2 separate regions of the Zea mays genome follow, and region 2 is linked to region 1. A link is a contact called in public Hi-C data. All regions are on one chromosome and are shown on one strand. The core of a region is the stretch at or near the end of the contact, and the rest is flanking DNA. Distances in the headings are between cores, read along the strand shown.

Region 1 (6,507 bases), core at 385-2,884:
ATATGAATAAGATCGATATGGGCTAATAGGTTAGTTTTTTTTTCTAAAATATAATGTTGTTTTTTGAAATATCTTTAATAATAATAATAATATAAAAAGCTTATTTGGGACCAAACTTGTATTGTAGACAAAGCTAAATTGCTTCTGTTGAGATGCATGTGCCCAAAATTCTCCGATCTCAAGGTGGTTAGAGGGTGACCTTCATCATATGATAAACAATTTATTTCCTTGTTATGCACATCATGTCCGATCTTTTTCATCAATTGTGTTTTGTGGCTTAATGTAAAAATCATCACTTTTGTTGGGATTACACACACGTATATCACGTGAAATTCAGATTACTGGGGAAATTTTCTCGTCCCAAAAGAGGGGGGCAATGCAGTCCTCTGCGTTACTCTACGTTCTGCATATTCCTTCGCATCACTACTTGAAAGCGGCAACATTTCCCGTTCCCCTACTCCCACTCCGTTCGCGTCCATACTGTCCTTGTACAGTTCTACCTCGAGGCCGTGCATGGCTGCAATCGTGCTCACACATACGACGCATACGCCGCCGCGCGCATGACATGGCAAGAGACATGAAACGTGTCGCAACTCAAAAACATACATTCTCCTGGATGGACGCAACTATTCACTTGGCACTGCCGGCCGAACACATGGCAACGAAGCCAATGACAACTACTAGTACCACACACACACACACAGCTTTAATAGCGGCCCCGTTCAAGTTCAACAGTAACACACGCGCTTAATTGCCTAGTTAACGTACGTACCTTTATTACGCACTAATCAGAGAGCCGGCATCTCCTCCGTTCAACTGACCAGTGACCACCGGCCGGCGTTACCACAGGCAGCTAGACAGCTAGTAGCTCTAGTTGTCCGCGACGACGGTGCGGATGCGCTCGGTCTCGGCGGCGGCGGCGGCGTTCACCATGGCGGACTGGCAGAAGACGACCTTGAGCTCGCCGGGCGCCAAGCACCGCTGCGGCACGGGCTCCACGTCGGTGGGCGTGGTGCGCGTCAGCGGGCACCGCTCCTTGAAGTAGCCCGCGGGGCCCTTGCACGCCACCACGCCGCCCCCGGCCCCCAGCACGCGCTGCGAGGGCGGGCACCCGGCGTTGAGGTCCGCCGCGCACCCCAGGGCCGGGCACTGCCCGCCGCCCACCGCCTGCGGGCTCACCACAGCGGGCACGTTGAACCCGTCCACCAGGCTCACGCTGTACGACGCCAGGTCTTGCCCCTCCGCGTGCACCACCAGCTGCACCACCGTCGCCGGCGCAACGCTTCCCGTCTCGCACCGGGAATGCCCGGAGCTGCATCCCGTGCGCGCCACCACGCGGCCCGCCCAGAAGCTGTCCGGGAAGCGGAAGGAGACCAGCCCGCGCCCGCCGCCGAGGAGGCCGCCGTCGACGCCAGGTCTTCAGTACATAGATTTTAGGCGGGTTTCAACGGGATGGCAGGATTGATACTGACCGCTGACGCGGCAGGGCCGATGGTCGGTACCGACCATGACAACATCAACGACGGACTCTAGGTTCGGTCGGTTAGCTAGGCTGCCGACTGATCGAGGCGGGCTATAGTGGTAGCGATGGGGTCAGGTCGATCAGTACTGCCCGGTCGGTACCGACCGACGCATTGGGGCAAGCGCCGGTACTAGCCAGGCGTGATCGGTAGTGACTGTCGGTTGTTTACATGGCATTGTTTGATTGGTCAATGCTATTTCATCTATTTGAATTTTTTAAAAAATCTAAAAATCCAACAAATCTGGAATTCACAATATAAATAATGGGGGTACTTGAGTTCATTCACACACATTCATCTCTAATTCACAAGCTTTATTTTCCATTTGTATACACTTAGTCTCAATTTAGTAGCTTCCTAATCTTCATTTCGATATGAATCCCAGATGGACTCCCAACTTTGATACGTTCACAGACTTGCTCAACGAGCAATCTCACAACGTTCCGAGACCTTTGTCGGTGCAGGTAAAGACTTCTCCGACTGTCTTTATCTTGACCTTTACCGATAAGAGGACGTTCCTACTCGTTTTCGTTCCCTACTTATCAACCTCCCTTTCCTTACATGTATCCTCTTTCTCCATATCCATATCGACCAAGTGACGACGCTCCTGCCTCTACTACTAAGCCTCTAACGATTGTCACTTATCCTCCTAGCACTAATGAAGCCCCTTCCATTGCCACTCCTCCTCCACAACATTTTACTTATCTATATCCTCTTTCGTACCCATACATATGCCATAGGGACCTCCTCCTTATGGATCATATGGTGCACCTCCTTCGTATGCTTCTCCTTATGGCTTCTTGATGTGGTCCCTCCCCCTATGGTGTTCCTCCCACATATGGTGGTTGTGCTCCTTTTTGTTCTCCCCCAACCACGGTAGTGCCACCAAGTAGCCATAGCGGTATGGCCTCCAACCAGTTCGCGTACTCTAGGACATCTCAATTCCAACAGCGACGGAACTCGCTAAGATAGAGGATGAAAGGCTTACAAGTACAAGTATACCTTTATGAGTTCAACACTGTTGTTAAGTCGAGAACAATTTTTGGGTTCATAAATTTATAGATGCACACATGGTTAATGCACTCCGTTGACCAAATAGTTAACACACTCGCATTGAGGGAAAAGACAAAAAGATTGGCTTTTGGGACCAAAGTTAGCCATGTACAACTCTACCACCAAACCTCTTTGCAACCATACCATTAAGTAGCGCAAGGATTGGTGGTCCATAAGCAACCAAAAAGTCATTGTCTTCAACGACATCCAAAACCGTTTGTTCGCCACCCAACTGAGCAAATCAGATGATGCTATAGTGGCAAAGGAGAGCTTCCACAACAGGCCCGATAAAACTGAATTCAAGCTGGAGCATATGTGGTGTGCTCTTTGTCATCAACCCAAGTGGTGCGTGTGACATGGTGACTCCAACTCTAGTGAAGCAGATCCGCATGCTCAATAGTGTCAAACCATCACACCCTATTGGTCATGATAGGGCAAGAGCCAACATGAGGTTAAGGGAAAGCAATAAGTAGTAGTGAGTCCCCATACTAGAAGAGGATGATTGTGAAGTAGTTTTGCAAGGCTAGCAACAAGATAAATCAATCAAAATTCTACGAGCAGTTCACCAAGCTGCTGGATTAGTCCACCACCGACATGGATGACAACATGAAGAGGACTCATAGGTTGGCCATGAAAGTTTGATAAAACGATTAAAACTAGTTGAGGAAGAACATGAGTAGGATGAGGAGTTTTAAATTTTTTTGTATAAACTATGTGATTTTCATTTTTTGCAACTTATGAACTTCATTTGAATTATGGTTCCTTTAATCCTATCTGAAAGGGAAATGTGCCCTTGGGCAATTTCTATAAGTATTTTGGTGATTAGATGCCCAACACATTATTTGAGTACTAATGTGCTAAATGTGTGAAAGGTGCAAATCAAAGTAAAAGGTACGTTTCTAGACTTAGTACATTGTTTTTGTGAACTAACATTGTGTGTCTAAGTGCTAGAAACAGTGCCGAAAAGAGAGGAATCGGATTGCAAAAGACTTGGCTGTGAGCAGCCAAACTTCAGCTCGGACTGGCACACCGGACTGTCCGGTGGTGCACCGGACAGTGTCCGGTGCGCCAAGCTGGTCTCCGGTGAAAAGGCCGCTCTCGGGAGTTGACGATGGTGTATGGCTATAATTCATCGAACTGTCCGGTGGTGCACCAGACTGTCCGGTGAGTCATCCGCGGTGAACTCGTCGCTCTCGGGAAACGGAAAAGGCGACGTGGCTATAATTCATCGGACTGTCCGGTGGTGCACCGGACTGTCCGGTGAGCCAACGGTCGCCAGCGCCAACGGTCGGCCACGAAATCTGCGGGCGACGCGTGGCAGCTCCAACGGTCGACAGGGGGCACCGGACTGTCCGGTGCGCCAACGGGCCCGGAGCTGCAACGGTCGATTGTGCCCAATTTGGAAGGAAATCGCGCACCGGACATGCTACAGTGGCTGTCCGGTGGCACACCAGACTGTCCCATGCGCCACTCGACAGAAGGCAAGAATTGCCTTCCAAGATTGTCTCCAACGGCTCCTAGTTGCCTTTGGGCTATAAAAGGGACCCCTAGGCGTATGGAGGAGTAACCTAAGCATTCACTAAGCATTCTAAAACTCCCACACTCCACCATCGCGCATTTGATCGATTGTGTTAGTGATTTGAGCTCTGTTTGAGTTGTGAACTCTCCGTGCTACGTTTTGAGCTCAAGTCTTGGCTTGCATGTGTGTGTGTGCTGTGGATTTGTGTCTTGTGTGTGTTGCTCTTCCCAACCTTACTCTGCACTTTCTTTGTGATCTCTATTGTAAGGGCGAGAGACTCCAAGTTGTGGAGATTCCTCGCAAACAGGAAAATACACTAAAGGAAAAGACTGTGGTATTCAAGTTGATCATCAGATCACTTGAAAGGGGTTGAGTGCAACCCTCGTCCATTGGGACACCACAACATGGAAGTAGGCAAGTGTTACTTGGCCGAACCACGGGATAAAATCGTGTGTCTCTTGTGATTGCTTTCTCTGTGATTGTTTTGTCCACAAGAACTCGCCTCAAAACTACTTAGTCGCACTAACACTTCTATAACTAAGTTTTATGGCTATTTAGTGTTTGATTTTACAGGATCACCTATTCACCCCCCTCTAGGTGCTCTCAATTGGTATCAGAATCGTACTCTTCACTTAAGGGACTAACCGCCCGAAGAGATGGATCCTAAGGAAAAAGGGATGGTGGTCAATGACAAGGAAAAGGAGTCCGTATTCAACGAGCCAAGAGATGACAAGCTTACTGACTCAGGCTCGAGTCAAAAGAAGAGAGACGAGAAGAAAAAGAGGCGCATTAAGAAGATCATCTACTACGACAGCGATGCCTCGTCTTCTTCACCACACACGACAACGACTCTTCAAAGAAGAAAACGGTTAATCAAAACTATTCATTTGATTATTCCCGTATTCCATTTAATTCAAATGCTCATTTGCTATCAATTCCACTTGGGAAACCTCCACACATTGATGGAGAAGACTACTCTTTCAGGAGTCATAAAATGCGTAGTCATTTATTTTCTCTTCATCCTAGTATCTGGGAGATTGTTGAAAACGGAATGCATTTTGATAGTACTGATAATCCCGTTTTCAGAAATGAGCAAATTCATAAAATGCACAAGCTACTACTGTCTTGCTAGCTTCACTTTGCAGGGATGAATATAAAAAAGGTGAGTGGCTTGGACAACGCCAAGCAAATCTAGGACACCCTCAAGATATCTCATGAGGGAAACGACGCCACCATGATCACCAAAATGGAGTTGGTGGAAGGCGAGCTGGGAAGATTCGCGATGATCAGGGGAGAGGAGCCAACACAAACCTACAATAGGCTCAAGACCCTGGTCAACAAGATTTGAAGCTATGGAAGCACAAGATGGACGGACCATGACGTCGTCCGACTCATGCTAAGGTCATTCACTGTAATTGACCCCCATCTTGTAAATCTTATTCGTGAAAATCCCAGGTACACCAAAATGACGCCCGAAGAGATCCTCGGAAAATTTGTGAGCGGGCGCATGATGGTAAAGGAGGCTCGATACATGGACGATGCACTCAACGGTCCACTACCCGTCTATGAGCCACAACCCGTTGCTCTCAAAGCAACCAGCAGCAGGGAGGCACTACCAAACAAGGTGGCAGACAAGAAAAAGGCGGGAAGAGGGAGAAAAAGAAAAACTACAGGAAGGCAAAGGGCGAGGCGCACCTTGGAAAGGAATGGGATTCGGACTGCTCCTCTTCCGACTCTGATGATGAAGGATTAGCTGCCTCGGCTTTCGACAAATCTTCACTCTTCCCCAACGAACGCCATACGTGTCTCATGGCCAAGGAGAAGAAGGTAAGTATTCGAGACACACCTAAGTATTCTTCTTCTAGTGATGAGGATTCTTTCAATTATGAAGTAGATTACTCTGGCTTATTTAAAGATTTAGATAGAGCTAAAGTTGAGAAAATTAATGAATTAATTGATGCTCTAAATGAAAAAGATAGACTGCTAGAAAAGCAAGAGGATATTTTGTATGAGGAACATGACAAATTTGTTAGTGTACAAAAATCTCTTGCTTTAGAAACTAAGAGAAATGAAATGTTGTCTTCTGAGTTATCTGCTTGCCATGAAACTGTCTCTAGTTTAAAGAGTTTAAATGATGAATTAAATGCTAAGCTAGAGAAAGCAAATGAAACTAGTTCATGTGTAGGGCATGTTGTTATTTGTAATAGATGCAAGGATTTTGATGTTGATGTCTGTGATGAACATATTATTGCTATTACTAAATTGAATGATGAGGTGGCAAGTCTTAATGCTCAACTTAAGACTTGCAAAAGTGATTTTGATAAATTAAAGTTTGCTAGGGATGCCTACACTATTGGTAGACACCCCTCAATTAAGGATGGACTTGGTTTTTGAAAGGAAACCAAGAACTTAACA
Region 2 (6,828 bases), core at 1,838-4,337, 190 kb after region 1:
ATATTTGTAGCTCGCTCGGTGTATGGTTAGCTTCACTTAGTTTGGATCGACTCGTTTGAATTTTTTTCATGACCTGAAATGACATTTTAGCTCGGTTTACTAACGAGTCACCTCGCGAGCTAAACAAGCTATCAAATTTCAGCATAACAGTGAACATTATATGTACGTGTGGTGCCTATGTCATATGAGTTAAACTGATTATTGATGAACTATGTCTACATATTAAATTGGTCTATACAACTATGACTGTAGGTTAAACTAATGAACATGTGTGTGAATTTTAAATTGATGATAAATTGATGAGTGATGAGTTGTGTTAGTTTGTTGTTACATTGATGATGTATGTGGAACTGTAAGTATAATTACTATTTTCTGTTGTTAAATTGGTTTGTAATTAACTATAAATTGATTATTATATATATTGTTCTTTTTTTCTAATATGGCTTGTGAGTTAAATAAGTCAGCTCGAGCTTATAAACGAGTCAAATCGATCTGTCTCTGTGGCTCGTTAGCTTAACAAGTCGAACCGAGTCAGTTCGAACTCAAATGATCTGAGCCGAGCTAGATTGATATCCAATCTTAGATAGTGCGACATTGGTAGCCTCGGATTCGACAACGATCGGGATGCAGAAGGGAGAGCCCGCCGCTGCGTTCATAACCCATGCACGAGCTGACGGTGTGCTCTCTGGGCTCTGGCGACGCCGAGACGGAGGCCTTTCTGAGCCTATGCAAGATGTGTTGGTTGGGGCAAGGAGTCAAGGAGCGTTGCTCATGTGTATCAGCTCAAAAATAACCTTGGTACACATTATAGCAAACATAAAGAGAAAATATATAATTTTAAAATAAATACAAGATAAATTTAAGGTAGATGTTAGCAAAATTCTACTTCACCCTGGTAACCATGTAGCAGAGAAAGCTAACGTGGCTTCGCTCCCTGTCTCCAACTGTACATCAGATCCAGATTATTGTTTTCATAATTCGATGGAGCTTCGCATATTTAGGGCGTGTTTGTGACCCTGTCCCTGGCCAGCTCGGCCCGTTCAATTGGTCCAGGCTGAGGCTAGCCTGTCCCGGCTACTGCAACTCACTTTGTTTGCGCACTTGTACCATATGAGCCTGGCTCAGACGAGCTGGTGTTTGTCACCCAATATGCAGCCAGGCTAGAAGGCCAAAACTACCTAAACGCGGAATCCTTGCGCCACGAGCAGCCAGGCTCCCAGGAAACGGACCTTGAGCTCGTTTCTGTGGAGCCAGGCTGAGAGGCTCAATTTGCACGCGCACAGCCTGGCTCCCGAGCCAGCCAGGCGACGCAAACACAGGAGTTGCAGCCCGGGAGCGCAGCCAGGCTGCTGGGCCATGGCGGCAAACACGCCCTTAGTCTCAAGGGGGAAAATAGAAGCAAGGTGATGTCATGTCGTGCTTTCGTCTTCGACACAATTCTGCTTTGTCGAAAGATGGTAAGACATGATGACGCCGACATCAGTCATCGGGGGATGTGATATCCGCAGCTTTTGCTTTAACCCTTTTCCTCTCGGGTAGAAGCAAGGTATATATGCCAAAAGAGCTACTAGGGCCGTGAATGAAAATGCTCCGTGGATTTTAAATGTCTCAGTTTAACGGATCTGGATTTTTATTCACACCCCGTTTGGATTCTTTCATTAGAGAATTTGTAATTTACTCAATAAAGTAACTTATTTAGTTTGGAATTTGATATTCCACCACTTCCCAAACTTCAGATATGAATCTATCTCAAATTCATAGTGTGGAGGATGGGAAATGATTTTATGCATTAGTAGAATTTATTTCTACTGTTTAACTTACATGATATTCTTCGTCTCACTTCTTTATAGTAAAAATATATCATATAAATATCTCTGATATCTTACTAATAATAATATAAAAATATATTTTACATAAAATCGAATTTGCTTAATTGATATATAACTAAATCACCATTATTAGAATGGAATTAAATTTCAATGATGCAAACGGGACGCCAAGGAATTTTGCAAGGAAAAAAAGGGCATTGTTCAGAAGAAATTATATTATTGTCGTCTGCAAGTGCAAGCGGATTTATCGATAAGCTCGTGAATGGGGAGCATTTTAGCTGATTTTTTAAATTAAATTTATTAGAAATGTAATGCTTTTATTAAAAAATATGTAATACGAATTTAAACTTGAAATTTTGCTTAAAAACCACCGGGTTACACGCGTCGAAGCCTAAGCTAACAAACACACGAAAGCAAAAAGCGTGACAAATAACGATTCAACGAAGCGGGGCCAGTGGAGCTGGACGTCTGTCTCGGCCAGTAGTCTAGCTGTCGGCGACGACGGTTCGGATGGCCATCTCGGCTTCGGCGGCAGCGGCGACACCGCCTGTGACGATGGTCGCCTGGCAGAAGACGACCTTGAGCTCGCCCGGCGCGCGGCAGCTCTGCGGCACGGGCTCCACGTCGGTGGGCGTGGTCCTGGTGAGCGGGCACCGGCTCTTGAAGTACTCCGGCGGGCCGCGGCACGCGGCGCCCTCGGCGGCGCGCTGCTGCGGGGGGCAGTCGCAGTTGAGGTCGACGGGGCACCCCAGCGCTGGGCACTGCCCGCCGCCGGCCGCCTGCGGGCTGACCACCACGGGCGCGTTGAAGCCGTCGGCGAGGCTGACGCTGTAGGCGGCCTGGTCCTGGTTCGTGCCGTCGTGGACGGTGACCTGCACGACGGTGGCGGGCGGCGCGGCGCCCGTCCAGCAGCCGGACGCGGCGGCGTCGCAGCCCGTGCGCGCGGCCACCCGGCCGGCCCAGAAGGTGGGCGGGAAGGAGAGGGTGAGCAGCGCGTTGGGGTCTAGTCGCGCGGTGTTGTCGGAGATGGAAGGGAGGCCTGAGTTGGGGGTCACCAGAGGCCACACCGGGTGAGGGCAGAGGTTGTGGATGGTCAGCGTGGTCGCCGTCGTGGAGCTGGCAGTGGCAGCGAGGAGAAGAGCGGCGAGGACGATGGCTCTGGCCATGGTCTTCTTCAGCCCTTGACAAAGCTGGTAGGCCCCTATAGCTGGTTGTGTAGTGTTATTAGGCGTGAGTTTGTGAATTGTGATGGCAATGACAAAACATCAGACAGCTCTGCCTGGCTTTTATAGGCGAGCTTAGTGATGCGACTAGCGTCCATGAGAAGGGTCAATAGAGAAAAGAACTTCAATGCTAGTAGTAGATTTGGCTACGGTTTTCAATATACTCCTACACGGGCTAGGATCGAAAACCGTTTTTTATCAATTCAAAAAAAAAGAAGAAAAGGACGGTCATAGCAAATTAGAAGCAGACAAGTTGGGTGGGTAAGGATATGGGCAGAGATAAAAGCAAGATAACAAGAAGCATTCTACCTTTACTTCTTTACCTACATTTTACTAAATTGATTCCATGTTTAGATGAAGCTGAGAAAAAGAGCACTCACGCTTAACTTTGCTCATATGCTCTGCGGCGGAGCACCAGCCAAATACAGTAAATATTACCAGTGGGTCTTCTCCACACCATGGTACAATTCATAAACCACACCCAACTCAATTTGCCTCTGCCACCAGCAAGAACCACTTCAAAGACCTATATAACTCTATCTCTGTTTCTTCACCCACACAGCTCCTCATAAACCGAAATGGAGCAGCATGTATGTAGATTACCAAAAACACGGTGGAAAAAGGCACAAACACGCGCTGCTCCGATAACACCGGGAAATAAACCAATGCACGCACGGACCTGACTTGTACAAATAGCGTGCGGTAGCAGACCGGACAGGACACATGTTTTGCCCCCAAAGCAACTCTTACAAAATAGACCGACCAAGAATGAAATGCAAAGACAATGCAAGCGGCCAAAGGGAAAAGAATGCTAGGAAATTCACAACCTACCAGCAGCAGCAGGGAGGATATGTCTGACATAAATGGACTTGGCCACCCTGATCGATACAAAAATAATCCTGTGACAACGCGATTCGAGCCCGCTCTTTCTTACTGGAGCAGCAGCAAGAAACTGCGCCTTTTGTCCCACGTGGCCATCTGACCAAACTTTGATGCATGGGATGGATACAGGGGAGGAAATGATGGGCCACATATCATAGGCATGCCATGCACAGGAATCTGTGAGCATGTCATGCGATAATAGAACCTCATCTCACCTCCAACAAGACATGAAGGTTGCAGATGCATTTGGCGAAAGTTAGTGGGCGGCCAACTTGAACCCTTCTTTTCCCGCCGAAGCGGGGCGCGGGTTGACACATGTACTGATGCATGAGTTAGTGGGGACCCTCCGACTCTGCTGTAAAGATGTTGGACTTCACCGAAGAGCAGGTCTGGACATGAAGCAATTAAAGACCCAGGCATGATGACATGTGGATGGGATGCAAGTGCAGACTCGAGACTCACTGTGGCATCAACCCGAAACTGCACGGCTGACTGCTATCCTCGCCCAATCGGCAGATTCTTTCACCAAAGGATCGTCTGATGCCAAGCATTCCTCTAAAAATGCCTGGCTTGAGGTGGATTGATTGATCAAAGGGCCAGCATGGACACCTAATGTGTCAGCCAGATCTCCCAAGACACCTATTGCAGTCTTCATCACAGTATCATCCCTGCAAAAGAGTCATAGCAACATAAGGAATTAGGCCAACAAAACAAATGGCTCATAAGTTAAGCAGCGGAGTTGAAGAATCAGAGTGTGAAGTTTTGACGTACATATCCTTCCCATTGTACAGAGCATCAAGGAACTGAATAATATGCGGAGCGAATGGCATCAGCAGTTGTGTCTTAGGTGAACTCTTAAATCCTTGCAGGATACCAGAGTAGGCTTCCAAGATTCCATTTCTTAGCTGATTGGTGTAGTCGAGCATCTCATCATCAGTTGCAGTGGTATGGGCCGACAAATCAGCAGCACTTTGCAGCATAGGCATCGCATAGATCAAATACTTCTCAAAGTCCTCCCCAATTGCCAGTGCTATATCACCAAAGCACGAAAATATCGGTGGTTTCACAGATCTGTGCAACTGGTTACTGGACAGGTCCTTCAGGAGCTGGGTCATGATGCCATCGCAGAAGGGTAAAATTTTGTCTTCCAGTGCTCTGCAGAGGTCACCAACAACACCCACGGTAATGGCACACACCTGATACTCCTCAAAGTTCTGAAGTCCCATCTCCAAATACTGATAAAACTGTGTCATGTACTTTGCAAAGTTTGGGCCAGCTGCATATGCCAATGCACCAATAGCAAGCATAGCTTCTTCGTGTACTGTGGCATTTCGACATGCGAAAACTTTCAAAAACAGATCCATCATCTGATCAGCATACTGCAAGAAAGAGTACTTAGTTGACTCCATCCCCCCTAACTTTTGGATTATGACCTGCAAGCAACCACAAAGGAGGCCCTGCAGTTCGCTCCTCTTCTCCCTCTCATCAGTTGACAGCTTTTCAGCTTCCAGTGTCTGATGGAGCTCCACCATGATCACAGGTACTAACTGCATAACAATAGGGGCCGTCTCCTCAGTGGAGCACCTGACAACTTCATTTAGGGTCTCATATGCTGCTGTTCGCAACCGAGATTCTCCAGCATCGTCCCTGTGAGTGACCATAAGCAGGTTCTGAACGATATCTTGAAAGAAAGGGGATAATGGTGATGCAGATCCAGCATCAACATAGCCTTGTGCAAGGAAATATAGGGCTCCACATGCCTTTTCAGCCACATTTGGGACATCCTTCATGCTGTGAAGCAGCACAGTAAGTATTTGCTGACAATTCTCACCTGTGATGATAGGAGGAGTTTCAAGCGCTGAACCATGAAGGAACTCAAAGATTCTCCCAAGGGTCCAAGCAGTTGTGTCCTTCACATGGTTGCTTGGATCCTTCATCAGTGCAGACAGCATGAAGCCCAATGCAACATTAACAAGAGGAGCCAGTTTATCAGCTGATGGGCCCTCCAAGATAGAGCCAAAGGCATATGTTGCAGCCTCTCTTTGTCTCCACTCAGACTTGGTTATGTTCTCCTCCACAAAAGGCATTACAAGAGGAACAATGTCATCACCAACGGTCCTTGCCACCAGGCCCAAACAAGTTCCCCCAGCCATTGCAAGATTCCAAGCACCTTCATCCAAGTCTTGGTCTTCCTCTTGCTTGAGGAGAGTTTCCAACAACATAGGCACCAAGGCAGGAAGAGCCTGCTTGATAAAGTAGTAGCAAGGAACATCGGAATCAGCTGTAAATTCACTGCTGTACTCATCCAGAATATCAATTTCCTCATCGCATATGGAACTCCAGAATTCAATAGCCTGGAGTGCAACTGACTCCTCATCTCCCCTCACAGCTTTTGCAGTTATATTAAATATATCCTGCATGTCTGTTGCCAGCTTATCATAATAAGTAGACGAGATAGCCACCAAACACTCAAAGGCGGCCTGCCTTATCTTCACCTCTGGAGACTGTGTCGCTTCACAAACTACTCTCATGATATAGTCACGCTCCATGTCATTTGAGAAGTTAACCTGAGCAAAGCCCAAAGCATTATACAATGCCCGTGTAGCTGCAAGCCTCACATCAGAGTTTGCCTCAGAAGCATTCATACCCTGAACAACAGCTGTAAGTATTTTATTGACTTGATCTTGCTCAACAGCATCTGGAGAAACTTCCTCACATAAATAGCCAAGCGTCTCAAGTGTTGCTTGCTTGACATTTGGCTGAACCTGATGTATGTTTGCGAGCAATGACCCTATAAGCTCTGGCCATTGCTTCTGTGGAATCTCAATACCGGCAACCTTGGCAATAACTTGGGAAGCAGTGGATCTGGCACTTGCGACAGAAGATGTGAGCGT

What was found. A called contact is a pair of places that touch in the nucleus more often than the background predicts.
Region 2: a contact with region 1 is called in a Hi-C map of tassel, with 2.6 times the contacts expected there. The contact joins the promoter of LOC100280619 here to the promoter of LOC103652171 in region 1. A contact is called at or near these places in 2 of 25 Hi-C or Micro-C datasets (ear and tassel).

The regions. Positions count from the first base shown.
Region 1 is chr3:127,966,436-127,972,942 of Zm-B73-REFERENCE-NAM-5.0, forward strand. LOC103652171 (osmotin-like protein) reads right to left here and starts at 1,635. Exons shown (of 2, transcript XM_008677810.2): 1 at 1,628-1,635; 2 at 586-1,417. The coding sequence starts at 1,635. The coding sequence ends at 871.
Region 2 is chr3:128,150,970-128,157,797 of Zm-B73-REFERENCE-NAM-5.0, forward strand. It overlaps LOC100280619, which reads right to left and starts at 3,088. Exons shown (of 1, transcript NM_001367136.1): 1 at 2,132-3,088. The coding sequence starts at 2,995. The coding sequence ends at 2,315. LOC100381984 reads right to left here. Exons shown (of 3, transcript NM_001361569.1): 2 at 4,706-6,828; 3 at 3,408-4,602. The coding sequence ends at 4,404.